Linked DNA regions of Mus musculus: regions 1, 2, 4 and 5 are each linked to region 3. A link is a contact called in public HiChIP or PLAC-seq and promoter capture Hi-C data. All regions are on one chromosome and are shown on one strand. The core of a region is the stretch at or near the end of the contact, and the rest is flanking DNA. Distances in the headings are between cores, read along the strand shown. Region 1 holds the start of Ccdc134 (coiled-coil domain containing 134). Region 2 holds the start of Polr3h (polymerase (RNA) III (DNA directed) polypeptide H). Region 3 holds the start of Poldip3 (polymerase (DNA-directed), delta interacting protein 3). Region 4 holds the start of Pmm1 (phosphomannomutase 1). Region 5 holds the start of Nup50 (nucleoporin 50).

Evidence for each region. Promoter capture Hi-C pulls out the DNA fragments that hold promoters and counts their contacts. HiChIP or PLAC-seq counts read pairs in DNA pulled down with a chosen protein or histone mark. Capture Hi-C pulls out chosen DNA fragments and counts their contacts.
Region 1: a contact with region 3 is called in a promoter capture Hi-C map of liver, with 3 times the contacts expected there. The contact joins the promoter of Ccdc134 here to the promoter of Poldip3 in region 3. A contact is called at or near these places in 2 of 39 promoter capture datasets (the C10 cell line and the HPC-7 cell line), 7 of 115 datasets of contacts at active chromatin or transcription factors (bone marrow-derived dendritic cells, cardiomyocytes, embryonic stem cells and 3 more) and 1 of 9 other capture datasets (liver).
Region 2: a promoter capture Hi-C map of pre-B cells shows a contact between it and region 3, with 4 times the contacts expected there. The contact joins the promoter of Polr3h here to the promoter of Poldip3 in region 3. A contact is called at or near these places in 5 of 39 promoter capture datasets (the C10 cell line, hematopoietic stem and progenitor cells, liver and 1 more) and 1 of 115 datasets of contacts at active chromatin or transcription factors (pancreatic cancer cells).
Region 4: a contact with region 3 is called in an HNF4G HiChIP or PLAC-seq map of pancreatic cancer cells. The contact joins the promoter of Pmm1 here to the promoter of Poldip3 in region 3. A contact is called at or near these places in 1 of 39 promoter capture datasets (liver) and 2 of 115 datasets of contacts at active chromatin or transcription factors (embryonic stem cells and pancreatic cancer cells).
Region 5: a contact with region 3 is called in a promoter capture Hi-C map of pre-B cells, with 4 times the contacts expected there. The contact joins the promoter of Nup50 here to the promoter of Poldip3 in region 3. A contact is called at or near these places in 2 of 39 promoter capture datasets (the C10 cell line and pre-B cells), 3 of 115 datasets of contacts at active chromatin or transcription factors (astrocytes, microglia and pancreatic cancer cells) and 1 of 9 other capture datasets (liver).

The regions. Positions count from the first base shown.
Region 1 is chr15:82,126,490-82,129,189 of GRCm38.p6, reverse strand. It overlaps Ccdc134 (coiled-coil domain containing 134), which reads right to left and starts at 1,268. Exons shown (of 7, transcript NM_172428.2): 1 at 1,141-1,268. Mei1 (meiotic double-stranded break formation protein 1) reads right to left here. Exons shown (of 31, transcript NM_028897.3): 31 at 2,376-2,576. The coding sequence ends at 2,531.
Region 2 is chr15:81,924,777-81,927,476 of GRCm38.p6, reverse strand. Polr3h (polymerase (RNA) III (DNA directed) polypeptide H) reads left to right here and starts at 1,264. Exons shown (of 6, transcript NM_030229.4): 1 at 1,264-1,691. The coding sequence starts at 1,581.
Region 3 is chr15:83,148,034-83,150,737 of GRCm38.p6, reverse strand. It overlaps Poldip3 (polymerase (DNA-directed), delta interacting protein 3), which reads left to right and starts at 1,360. Exons shown (of 9, transcript NM_178627.4): 1 at 1,360-1,543. The coding sequence starts at 1,485. Rnu12 (RNA U12, small nuclear) reads right to left here and starts at 1,093; the gene lies at 944-1,093.
Region 4 is chr15:81,959,639-81,962,338 of GRCm38.p6, reverse strand. It overlaps Pmm1 (phosphomannomutase 1), which reads left to right and starts at 1,409. Exons shown (of 8, transcript NM_013872.4): 1 at 1,409-1,624. The coding sequence starts at 1,538.
Region 5 is chr15:84,922,090-84,924,789 of GRCm38.p6, reverse strand. It overlaps Nup50 (nucleoporin 50), which reads right to left and starts at 1,362. Exons shown (of 8, transcript NM_016714.2): 1 at 1,140-1,362.

The DNA of each region.
Region 1 (2,700 bases), core at 19-2,518, 1.0 Mb after region 3:
TTGTGCTCCTAGATCTGAGGAGTTGGGGACTCAACTATTCCTGGAGCTTGCTGGCCAGCTAGTCCAGCTGAATCTAGGAGCTCCAGGTTCAGTAAAAGGTCCTGTCTCAACGAATAGGGAAGAGAACAATTAAAGATACCTGGTATTGATCTCTGTCCTCTGCATACACATACTGAGGTGTACATGGAACACACACACACACACACACACAGTTGGCTCTGTTTTTTTTTTTTTTTTTAAGGATAAGAAGAATTTGGTCAAGTGAAACATTAATATGTGGGGGCTGGGAGTAGTGGCTCATAACTTTAATCCCACCACTTGGGAGGTTGAGGCTGGAGAATGTCCTTAAGTTTGAGAGTAATCTAGGCCTTGTCTAAAATTCCAAAATGGATAGACTAGGGTGGAAAATGACAGTCAACAGAGGCCTCATACTCAGATGAAAGATACCCTGTTTTACTAATGTGGAAACTGGGGGACAAAAAAAAAAAAGTTACTATTCAGAGTCTTACAGCTGTTCCTAGGCTGAGCCAGGAGTCTTACTCTCAGTTCAGTGCACTGTGTCTTGTCTCTAAATAAGCACAGGGCATCTCATATCAAAGCTGGCCACACCCCCACCCAGAATTTGAGATGCTCTGGGAGAGATCCTTAGGAGAACCCCTGCCCCCACGGAGCCGGGACAGCAGAAATCTACAGAACAAAGATTATCCAGGACCGTCCACCTTCCGTCTCATGTTCCAGAACCCAAGCGAACTTGAACCAGGCCACAGCAAAACTTAGGGAAACAAATTTACCAGACAACCTAGGATAACTCAAGCAGGACAAACGTGGGAAAGCAAAGTAGCGGACCGCGGGGGACAGGTCTGGTTTTCATGACTGATACTCTACTCTTCGGCCTCTAAATCTCGCTTCTGTCCCAAGCGTCCCCAGCGCTCTTTCAGACTCGGCAAGCGACTCCGAACTCGTCTTGTAGAGCCTGTGGTAGTGGCCGGGCGGGGGTTTTGGTTCCGCGCCTTGGAGCTTCGGAGGGGCAAGCGAGCCTTTCTAGGTGTCCGAGTCCCGAACCCGTACGCAGTGCGGGGGGCTCCGCACTCCCCTCCCAAGAAGCCTACAGTACAGTCCGGCACCCCCACCACTACCTACCCCGGCCGGCGGTGCAGGGAGAAGGGAGCAGCCCCTTGGCGAGCAGCCGGAAGCACCCAACTCTGGCAAGGCGCGGAACTCTACAGCAACCGGCCAGCAGTGCTAGGAGACCGACAAGCGGCCGGCCCACCTACTGCGCTGCTCCTGACCAATGAGACCGGGCCGCGAACGCCGCGCTCCGCTGACCTCACTTCCGGCCCCGCCCCGCTGTGCTCTGGCGCGTGTCGCTGCAGCTGTCAGCCACGGCGTGGTCCTGGGAGAAGCCGTCGCCCGGCACGCTGATGATCTCGGTTCTGGTGGAGTTGGAGGAAGTTAAGCTACGATGGGGCCCTTACCCTGCTGAAAGCGCGTCAGCAAACCGCGGCCCGAAACCCTTGCTGCCCGGCGCTTTTAGCGTAGTGCCTGATGTCTCATCTGAGTCTATTTTAAACCTCAGCTCGCAAGATCCAAAGAACTTTTTAAGGAACCAGCATAACCTATGGTAGTGCGGAGCACGGGCAACCCCGACTTGTCCATCCAGTTCACTGATTTCTAAACCAGAGTTCTTCCTCTGTTCGTAGACATTCTGTTTTGCTCCGGGGTAGGGATTGAGGGTGTCAGGACAGCTAGATCCGGGGAAGACCGGCGGAGTGGCCAGTTAGGACGCAAAGCCCAGGCTGGGCTGATATACAAACAGGTGCGGGCAGAGTTTTCTGCCAGTAGCCGGCGATGGTAGACGTTAAATGACCATTGCCCACGTGAGTATAGAAAAGGCTTGAGCCAGAGAGGCTGAAGTGGGTTTGATTTTATTCCCCCCTGAGATTTGTACCTCTTCCCATGTCCACTTGAGGTGAAGTGCTTCTCCAAAGTCCAACCACAAGGCTTGGGGCCCTTGATGTTGGGGCCTTCCCAGCTCAGGGGTTCTTCATGTTCTCTATGTACAACTATGAAGCACTTTGCACATGCTCAGGCCCCAACCCTTGGTTTTCTGAGACAGGGTTTCTCTGTATAGCCCTGGCTGTCCTGGAACTCACTCTGTAGACCAGGCTGGCCTTGAACTCAGAAATCCGCCTGCCTCTGCCTCCCAAGTTCTGGGATTAAAGGCGTGTGCCACTACTGCCTGGTGCACATGCTCCTTAAATGCTCTCACTCTCCAGTCTGTCTCCATCATTTGCGGAAACAAGCCAGTGTCCAGCTGTGTAGCTGAGGAACAAGTTCCAGGAAGATGAGCTCAGAGTGAAAGTGCACACAGGAATGTTAATGCATTATTTTATTTCCCAATTCCATTTCCACTGTGGTGTAAAATAGCTCCAGAGAGAGGCTTGATATTGTTTTCCCCCTCAACCATTATGCCCGGAATTTGTCTGCAGGTCTCATTGTTTTCTGTTTCTGGGCCTTTATGTCCTGAGGCTCAGCCTCTGATGTGAGCCTGGGAAACAGACACACCTCCGAGGCAGCTGGCGTGAATCATGAGAGGAGAATAAAAGAGAAACAGAGCTGAAGGGGGAGGGGAGGGATATCACAGAACCCCAGAAGGGTAGCAATGGTCAGAGAAGAGTATGAATACTTCTAATATTGGTG
Region 2 (2,700 bases), core at 15-2,514, 1.2 Mb after region 3:
GTGTAGCCCTGTCTGTCCTGCAGCTTGCTTTGTAGACCAGGCTGGCCTCAAATTCGAATTCAGAGAGATCCTCCTGCCTCTGCATTCTAATTGTTTGGATGAAAGGTGTGTGCCATCAACGCCCAGCCCAAAATGCCTTATTTTTTTTCTCCTCATTTTTTTTTTGGGTGGGGGAGGGAGTGTGTTCTGTATAGCCTTGACTATCTTGTACTCTCTTGGTAGACCAGGTTTGTCTTAACTCTCAGAAATTTGACAGTCTCTGCCCCTCCCAACTGCTGGGATTAAAAGTGTGCAGCAAGAAAATTTTTCTATTTTGTTTTTTTGAGACAGGATTATTCTGTTCAGTCCTGGTTGTCCAGAAACTTGCTCTGTAGACTGGGCTGGCCTCAAACTCTGAGATCCGTTTGCCTCTGCCTCCCAAGTGCTAGGATTAAAGACGTGTGTCACCATCATTGTTAGGCACCCCCCTTTTTCTTTTTAGAAAGAGTCTCAAACAAACAAAAAGTCTTTTGTACCTCAGGCTAGACTTGAATTCACTATGTAGCTGATCTGTGTTTTTTGTTTTTTGTTTCTTTTTGGTTTTTCGAGACAGAGTTTTTCTGTGTAGCCCTGGCTGTCCTGGAACTCACTCTGTAGACCAAGCTGGCCTCGAATTCAGAAATTCGCCTGCCTCTGCCTCCCAAATGCTGGGATTAAAGGCGTGCGCCAGCACTGCCCGGCCACAGGATCTCATTTGGTAACTCAGGCTGGTCTTGAACTTGCAGTGATTGTCCAGCCTCACCCTCTCTTGCGCTGGTATTACAAGCGTGAGTCTGTTTCAGCTGTTTAAGCTTTGTGTGCTGAGCTTTGGTGAGCATATCCATCAAATGCACCACTTAAAATGACATCATCCAGGAAGGCCCGGCGACCCTTTTCTGCCCACTCTCTTGGGTACTTTGTCTGGAGTAAAGACTATTTTGAACGTGTTAAATTTGTATTTTCAAAGGGTCTATCTGGCTGTTGTGCAAAAGAAAGACAATCAGGCTTGAAGTGCAGACTTGTCGCCTAGCAACCAGACTCTCTCAGGGGCCCGGGGTTGGCTTGCTTCAGGATGGGGCCCCGCCCTTTCGGCACTCTACCCCGCCCCTCTTCTCTCACTTGCGGGAGAGTGCTGGCGGCCCCGCCCACCTTCCGGCCCCGCCCCTCACGGGAGCCTCGCGAAGCTCTGCGACCCGCAGGGGCGGGCAGATGCTTCTTATTGGTCAGTTTTCCGGAAGCTGAGTTGATTTGGTTTGGCAAGCGCAGCGTTGCTGGACGCGCGTGGCTCCCGCGCGTGGTGCGGACGGAACGAGGCCAGGGTGGCATCCGGGGACGGGGAGCCGGCGCTCCTCCAAGGCTGGCGGGAGCGGGCCTCAGTTTCCTCCGGGAGACGAGCGTAGCTTCCAGAATTGGAGCCCAGGCCCTCCCGCGCAGCTCGGCTGCAGGTTTGGCTTGTCAGAGGCTGAGAAGGGACGGAGGAGGCTCGGGTCCCCCCCACCCCATCACAGCTCGCAGGCCCCCGTGCTTGGCAGCCTCTCCGGTCTCCAGAGCCCTAGCGCAGGATGTTCGTGCTGGTGGAGATGGTGGACACCGTGCGCATACCCCCGTGGCAGTTTGAGCGGAAACTCAACGATTCCATTGCTGAGGAGCTGAACAAGAAATTGGCCAACAAGGTACTGGGCCCTCGGGCTGCCCGGCAGTGTCCCTACCGGTCCCACTGCTAGTCTGGCTATCGCCTGGTTCACCCTTGGCCTTGCACACTTAACTTCATGTCGGGGTTTTTTTCCTTCGCATCCTTATAAACCAGACTTGGGTGACAACGTGTACACAAGGGAGTAAATGGGCCGGGCGAGGTAGTGCACACCCGTAATCCGAGCTTCTTGGCTATTGAGGCTTTTTGACGATCCTGTGTTCGAGGCCAGCGTGGGCAATATAGTTAGCCCTTGACTCAGACAAATTAAAAGCACCGAAGCTGCTGGCGGTAGCGCATGCCTTTAATCCCATAACTCAGGAGGCAGAAGCAGGCGGATTTCTGTGAATTCGAGGCCAGCCTGGTCTACAGAGGGAGTGCTAGAACAGCCAAGGCTACAACGGAGAAACCCTGCCTCAAAAGAAACAAAAAGCATCAGGATGCTGAACAGTGCTTGAATTTGCTTGACATTCGCGGAGTCACTGGTTCGGTTCTCAGGATTGCCAGAAAACAAAACGGAGAGAGCGTGTGTACAAAATGGGTTTGTAAAACAGAAACTGGAATATGCCTGTTTCCTCGTTCAATTACTGTGTTGTCTTGGCCAAGTCACCCTCTCTGGGCCTCGGTTTGTGTTATCTGTGTTGCCCACAGTGTGAGAGTAGAGGTGAGAGGATAAGCGTGCGGGTCTCTAGAATTGAACTCAGCTTTCAGCTTTAGAGGGAGGCAGCTGTACCGGCTGAGCCAGCTCAGTAGCCCCTTTCTTGTATTCATTTGGTTACTGTGTTTCCCTTTCTATGACTACAGGGGCCTTCTCGGACTTTCACTCTCTCCAATGGGAGACACAGGCTCTGCCCTTGTAGCCTAGTGAGAAGAAGTTGGCTTGAGAATGTCTTGTTGTAATGAGCTGGGGTAAATGCCATGAAGGACAGGCATTCACAGAGTGGGGAACAGGGGAGTGTCACCCGGGATGAAAGAGATGGGTGACTTCTGAG
Region 3 (2,704 bases), core at 111-2,610:
TAACATGTACATTTTTTTTAAATGTTCCATATGGCAGATAGTTTTTTTTTTTTTTTTAGATTTATTTTATTAATATATGTAAGTACACTGTAGCTGTCTTCAGACACTCCAGAAGAGGGAGTCAGATCTTGTTGCGGATGGTTGTGAGCCACCATGTGGTTGCTGGGATTTGAACTCTGGACCTGCGGAAGAGCAGTCGGGTGCTCTTACCCACTGAGCCATCTCACCAGCCCCAACATGTACATTTTCAAGGGAACATGAGAAACTGACCCAAGAGCATCATGTTTTTATTTTTGAAAAAATTATCTATTTTTATGTTTATGAGTGTTTTGCCTGTATACACATATATGTATGTATGTATGTATGTATGTATGTATGTATGTATATGTATGCAATAGCCTGGGAGGTCAAGAAGGCATTGAATCTCCTGGCACTGGAGTTACATGTGAACTTCCATGTGAGTGCTGAGAACCAAACCCAGGTAGATCCTTTGCAATATCAGCAAGTGCTCTTAGCCGCTCAGCGGACCAGCTTCTAGAAATTCTGTCTCAACAATGAGAAACTATCCCATAGGTCAAACACTAACATGTCAGTTAAGAGACCACCTTCATTTGCCTCATTTACACAGTCAGGAGGCAAACGGAAAGGTGACTAGTCTAGGCATCAGAAACTGAGCACGACCTTACAACGTAGACGACCTTACAACATGGGCAGTTATGTCCAGGCATGATCAATTGAAATTGAGGTACATAGCAGTAGGAGAACAACAGTCCCATCTTGTCTGAAAAACAGTAAGAGAGAGGCTGGAGAGGTGGGGCGCGCTCACGCTCACACACCAGGTAGGGCAAAGGCAGGCATCAACATACGACTTGCAACCACTAGCACCTGAGAGCAACCATTCAGAGGAGCTGCTAAGCTTTCTATTCTTGTAGAATTAGGGGGTCGGGCAGATCGCGTCACCCAGGCATCCCGCAAAGTAGGCGGGTCGCCTCAGATTGCAACCTATACCCGCTCAAAAATTCTTCTCACATAAGCAGTGAGGACTCGGGCGTCACCCCGAATCGTTATTTTCCTTACTCATAAGTTTAAGGCATGAGGAACGTGTCTACGTTCCTCAGGGGTAAGAAATTATATTCTCATTACAAGTATGGTGAGTGTCCGATCGGCTGTATGACTAAAAGACTTGTCCTCTTGATAATGCTTTTTAATGGTTTATGATCGATATAATTCTAATTCCTCATTAGCAAAAGGAGGAGGGGGGAGAGAGAGCCCATAAGGCTCCGGACTCCTCCATGCAAATTAGAAGCGAGCACCGCAAAGGCTCACGGGGAGAGAGGCTCCACCCCTTCCGTCTCGAGCTTTTCGTTTGAGCTGTCGCGAGAGTTGGCCGTCCGGGTTGCCGGAAGCCGCTCTTGACTCCGGCCGCGGGGCGGGCTCGCCGCAGTCGGCTTCTCCTCCGTTCTCCGCTAGCTGCGCGCCGCAAGATGGCCGATCTCTCGCTGGACGAGCTCATCCGGAAGCGCGGGACGGCGGCCAAGGGACGGTGAGCGGCCCTTTCCCTTTTCCTCGAGGCTCGTAGGGGCCTCGCTGCTTCTTGGGGTTCGGGGGCGGAGGAGGGAGCGGCTCCGGGGGGCGACGCCGCTTGCGCCCGCCCCCTGCGTCCGCCGCGCTCCTTATTGGCCCGGCCGCGCGGGCCCAGCTGCTGGTCGGTCCACTGGCTGCTGGGCCCGGGAGGCCCGGGAGGCCCGATCGCAGGCGAGCCGAGGGCTGGGCGGGCCAGGGCCTTGCTCCCCGGAGGATCGGGTCCGGGGGGACCACGGTGGCGCCGTCTCCGCTCGGCCTTTAGGTCCTGGGAGTTAAGAGGGCGGAAGTTGAGCGGAGGAGCCGCCAGCCCAGAGCTGTTTATGGCCAGTTCTGCTGGTTCTCCTATGCCACGGTGCTTAGCCCGACCCGTTTTAAGCAAAGAGCTCTTTCATAGGCGAGACGCCTTGTTCCTTTCACTGTGATATCTGTAATGGTTGTCTGATCGTTTTGTTTTCTCTTGAGGCCGGCTTTCACATAGCCGGAGCGAGCCTCGAACTCGCTGCGTCTCCGAGGCTGGCCTTAAAACGCCAAGAGTCTCCCTCCTCCTCCCGTTTCTCAAGGGCTGAGATGACAGGCCAGTTTGTTTCCGTTTTGAGAGCCGGCGTCCTCCATGTTATCCAGGAACTCCTGATCTCAAATCCATCCTCCTGCCTCAGTCTCTTGAGTAGCTGGTGCTCCAGGCGCTCCGCTGTTGCTTAACTATTTTATTCCGCATTTCACAAACGGGAAAGCTGGAGCCAGAGAGAAAGACTTTCCCAAGGCCACCGAGTGCCCCAACTGAGTTGGCCTCAGGCAAAGACAGACAAAACAGTTCCAAGAGGGTGGCATTGGCATTCATGGATGTATGCCCTGATGTCTTAAGTGAGACAGTCAGACTCAACATACTCTTAAACATCGATAGCCATTTCTAGCTTTTATAAATGTGCAGGTGAAAAAGTGGTTAAGTCGGCCCGTGGTCAGCAGGCATATAGATACACTGCTGTAGGTGTCAGGAACTGTTTTCCTGGGGCTGGAGAGATGGCTCAGCAGTTAAGACACCAACTGCTCTTCCAGAGGTCCTGAGTTCAATTCCCAGCAGCATGGTGGCTCACAACCATCTGTAATGAGATCTGATGTACTC
Region 4 (2,700 bases), core at 160-2,659, 1.2 Mb after region 3:
TAGAAAGGGGCTGGAGAGATGGCTCAGCGGTTAAGAGCACTGCTGCTCTTCCGAAGGTCCTGAGTTCAAATCCCAGCAACCACATGGTGGCTCACAACCATCTGATGACCATTTCTGGTATGTCTGAAGACAGCTACAGTGTACTCATATAAGTAAATAAACCTTTTTTAAAAAAGGTACTTCTGAACATCTCTGAACACCATGATTCTCTCTCACTTGCTTATTCTGTCTGTCTGTCTGTCTTTATTTCTCTCTCCCTCTCATGTTCCCACTCCATTTCCCCAATAAACCTTGCCCTAGATCTGTTCCTGGCATGATGTCTTTTTTTTTTTTTTTTTGGTTTTGGTTTTTTAGAGACAGGGTTTCTCTGTGTAGTCCTGGCTGTCCTGGAACTCACTTTGTAGACCAGGCTGGCCTCGAAATCAGAAATCCGCCTGCCTCTGCCTCCTGAGTGCTGATATTAAAGGCGTGCTCCACTTATTACTCTTACTGAGGACCTGAGTTCAATTCTCAGCACCCATACTGGGCAGCTTACAACTGCTTGTACCTCCAGAACTAGGAATCTGAAGCTTTCTTCTGGCCTCCTGCAGAGGATCAGGGATTTGACACCCAGCACCTACAAGGAAGCTCACAACTGTGGGTAATTCCAGGTCCAGAGGATCTGACACTCACTTCCATCCTGACTTAGGTGGGCTCCTGCATGTACTTAGTGCACATCACCCCAGGCACACACGACAAAATAACACAACAAAAAAGACTCGCATAAAAGCTTACAAGTTAGAGATTTATGGCATATTGGCCCTTAGTAGGTTACTTTTGATTGGAAAAAAAAAAAAAGCAACAAACATTTCTCACAGTAGGTAAAAGCCATCATGGGATATTTTTCTCTTTTCTTCCTTCTCTCTCTCCCCCTCCCTTTTTTTGTTGTTTGTTTTGTTTTAAAAAATAGGGTCTTATCCAAGGCTGTCAAGGCTACAAAGGGAAACTCTTGTTTTGAAAAAACAAAACAAAACAGAGTATGTAGCCCTGGCTGGCCCGGAACTTGTTTTGTAGATAAGGGCCTCTGCCTCAGAAGGGCTGGATCACAGGTGAGCCAGCACGCCGGGTTCTCCCTGAGACTTCAAGCTCAAGATGACAAGGCAATACCTTCGTCCTACTAACCTTGGGAATCACAAGCAGAAGGCTCTGAGTCCCGCCCTTGCCCCCCAACCCCCCCCCCCCCCCACCGTAGGGAGCGCCCTGAGATCAACCTCAACCCGCTGGCCCGACACTGTCTTCCGGTTCAACCCCTTTTCCCGCCGGTTCCTATCTCCGTCGGGTACGAGGACTCTGACCCCGCCTACTGCCACGCCCCTCAATCCTAGGTGCCTGTACTCTTCTTTCGGCGCCGCAGGCCCCGCCCCCTCGCGGGAGGGCCGATGGCCACTGCTCCTCCCCGTGCTGCGCAGCTGGCCCCGCCCCGGCCCCGCCCGGCCTCTGTCGCACGCGACCCTGGCGGTGGCTGCAGCGACAGCGCTTGGCGCGCGGAGCTACAGCCATGGCAGTCGCCGTCGAGGGCGCCCGCAGGAAAGAGCGCATCCTCTGCCTGTTTGACGTGGACGGGACCCTCACGCCAGCTCGCCAGGTAAGGGCCTCGAGGTTCCAAAGCTCCCGCCCAGAGTCACGCCGGCATCCGTGACCCAGCGTGAAGCCGTCACTGCCATGTCAACGCAGACACCTGCGCGACCCTGTCGGAAACGTGGAGTGCAGTGGTACCGGCTCCTGTCACCGAGGAGATGGGACCCAGGCCCTCTCGGCCTTCCAGGCCTCAGCGCTCCCCGCGCGGGTTGGCATCCACGTTCCTGCCGGGAGCGCAGATGCTGTATCCAGCCTCCGGGAGGAGCGTCTATGGGCGATAGGGCGGGTATCCCCAGTTCCAGGCTTGCACAGGCCCAGGCTGGGCTCTGGGGTGGTCTTACCCCATTTTAGCCCTAGGATGCACAACTAGTCCGTCCTCAAGCTAGCGTGAGAACGCGGCGTTCCAGGCAGAGCTCCGTGCGCTTCTAAGCCCACGGTCGCCCTCTACTGAGGGCAAGGAAGATCTCTGAGTCTTTGCACTCTGGCGTCCATAGGCCTAAAACTGGGTTTAGCTCCTTAAGCCTCTTAGGATGTTTGTTTACCTTCCACCTGGAGTTGGAGGGAAAGAGAGCTGCTTTTCTGATGAGTTTTGGTTTTTGTTATTGGTATCCTTTTGGTTCCACCCATGTGAAGGTGAAAGGCCCCAGGGCTAGTCTGTTTACAATAGAAGCACTGTAAAAAATGGGAGTGCATTCTCCTGTCTGCACTTTATAGTTCACCCTCCAGTCTTTAGCCATACCTAGTTTTTCTCCCTTCGAGTCATCCTGGGTCGTTCTCACCCATCCTTCTACCTTTGGGATCACCGGGATGATCAGAGCAGAAATGGGGGTGGGGGGCCGAGCTACTGGGCAGAAGCCCGTGTGAACCTAAGTCTTAGCTTCCTGGTAGGCCTTCCACTCTCCAGAAGGAATCGGGCATCTTTCTTTCCATCCAGCAGAGGTGGATCAGGAAGATGCAGGATTGGAAAGGAGGTGGTCTAGCCTAGGCATGCCTGATCCTTGTGCTGCACTGACTTGGCAAGGCCTGAACAAGAACCGCCTGTCAATTTGTCTACTACTAGACAGACTTAATGCTTACTAGAAA
Region 5 (2,700 bases), core at 113-2,612, 1.8 Mb before region 3:
TCGGGTTTGGCGAATGATTATCTGTGGGACAGAGGGACTGCTATGAAAACTAAGATGGCATAGCTTAGAAGAGTGCCTCAAACAGAGGAAGTGTCCTGTCAAAATAGTAACAAAAATAACCCCTATTTTTACTCCAAAACTCAAAAGCTGTAGAGGGAAAAGTAACTACTACTATAGGCTAAACTTTTAAAACACATTTCACCAACCCGGGTGATGGTAGAGGGAGGCTGAAGCAGGATGACAGTTTGAGGCCAGTCTAAGCCATAGAACAAGTTCAAGGCCAACATAGGAGATACATACTTTTTTTTTTAAAGCACCAAATACCTACTTATTTCACATTCCATAGTTAAACACAACTCTGCAAATTATCTGGAACAAGGCCTGGCACTTGAGACTTATCTGCCAGCTATTATTGTTGTTATTAAAGCTTTTCTGTTTTATTTTTCTTTTAAAGCGGTGGGGACAGGATCCAGGGTCTCGTACGTACTAGATAAGCTTCTACCAATATGTTACCGGGGAAATTTAATCCCTGTAATAAATGACTTACAACAGCTGCCCGGAAGACTTTGCCAAATGTCTGCGTTTGTGGGTAAAATGGCTCCACGAAATGCTTTTAAGATATGAAGCTAGGAAGTTGCCGGGGGACGGGGTGTGTGTGTGTGTTGACAGGGGATGGTGATGGTGTGTGTGTGTGTGTGTGTGTGTGTGTGTGAATTATTCACGATCGGGCCGCTTCCTGCGGTGTGCGCACCCGCACAACTCTGCGGTCAAGAGATGACTTTCACAGGAAAACACCAGGAGCCGATCGAGGTCACTATAACGCCCCGGAAAAGCCCAAACCTCAAAAGTGGCCCTGGACGAACCCGGGTGACCAACGGCCTGGAAACTCGGTGAGGGCACCGGGGGACCGAACAGCCGGGGAGACGACATGTAAGGGGCGAAGGCCAGCCAGGGTTGGGCCAGGGCGGCCCTGCCACCGCCGCCTACCTCCGCTGGGGCCGAGGCCCGCGCTCAGCCGAGCCTTCCACTGCCAGGCGGCTCGCCCGGCAGGCCCGGCCCGGTCCGGCTTCACAAACAGCCCGCCGCGTCGCCAAGGCGGCCGCCGCCCCGCCCTCCTGGCCTGCCCGGCCCTCACCTACCTTGACTGCCGCCGCCGATCACGCTGGAGTCCCGGCGCCGCGGCGAGCAGGGCCGAGGCGGCGGTCGCGGCCGCTGGGAGATTCCGGTGCGTCGAGCGCCTCCGGGAACTTCGTGATCAGCAGAACTCGGGAGCCGTGTGTCTCTGAGTCCGACACTGAGGACAAGAAGAGACATCCGCTCAGCCCGAAGCTGCTACAGAACGGTGAAGAGAGCGCCCGGGGCCGCCATCTTGTAACTCGAATGGACGCCTCCGAACCAATCGGAGGGAAAAGAGAGGGGGAGGGGGAAGAGGCAAGCGACGCCCGCATCCAGCTACTGCGCATGCGCGTCGGAGCCTCCGCCGCCGGCCCCTTCTCCTGAGGGCCACTTGGGTCGCGCGGCGCATGCGCAAGCCCGCCCTAGAAACAGTCGCCGGGAGGACCATTGGAGCTCGCGCGTGCGCACAGGGAGCGCGGGCAGCGGGCCGGGAGCCAAAGCCACTGTCAAACGCGGGTTAAGCACGTTGGTCACGTGTCGGCCGCCGTCCCAGTTTGAGGAGGTTCGCGCGCCAATCGCTGCCGAGACACTAGCGGGAGGCGTTGTGGTCAGTGACTTTGGAGGCCTCCGATGGTGTGGTGGGTGGCTGAGGAGACTGGCCGTGGATCTGGGGGGAGCACGAGGCGGGTGCAACGTGATTCTCACGTGGACGGGCCTTGGGGAGGGTGGATCTCAGTCTGCGGAGACTTGGAAGCTTGTGGTAGCTCTTCCCGACATGGGGCTGGAGAGCCCTGCGGGACGGACTCTAAAGGTCACCTGCCCCAATTGCTGCTTTATGATAGATGTCCACAGATTTCCTCGTTGGGAGCTGTAAATTTGCCCCAAGCTGCAGGACCAGCTAGGGCCCACAGGAGATGAAGTCCCCGGAGGGATTCAGCTGCGGGACGAACCGTATGCGTCCTGGACCAGGACTCGTGTTTTGTGTGCTTTTAGCTGACTACAGCACTCTAAAGCGGTTCAGTTGTTTAAGAAGGGATTCCGGTTGGTCTAATTCTTCTGCTTGAGTTTTAACGAGAATGTGAACCAGAATGTCAGACCCATCCTTAACCATCCGGAAACGGGTCTCAGAGAAACTAGCATTTCTAGAGCAATAGTTCCAAACTTTTGAGAGAGGACAAAGGGGGTTCCAAGGGAGAAGTCAAGTCCCTTATTTTCAGGGTGTTTCATCCATCGATCTGCAAGAACTGCAAAAGGAGACTAGCTGGCACGGTGGTAGAGTACTTGGCTAGCACGAGGAAAGCCCTAAATTCAGTTCCCCCAGATCCAGCAGAGTGAAAGAGAAAAAGCCAGATCGCATTTAATGCACACATTTGTTCTTGATTCAACTGACTGCCAATGAAGTGTCTTCTGAAAATTTGTGTTAAATACATGCAAGGTATTTTTCTTGTCATTCTCTACACATTTCAGCTATGTCGTTAACGTCATATTTAGTGCTATAAGTACTCCAGAGATAATTTAAGTATCTGAAGTCAGTCAGGTCATGGGCATTTTCAACTAAAGTCACAGTTACTGGAAGGCTGAGGC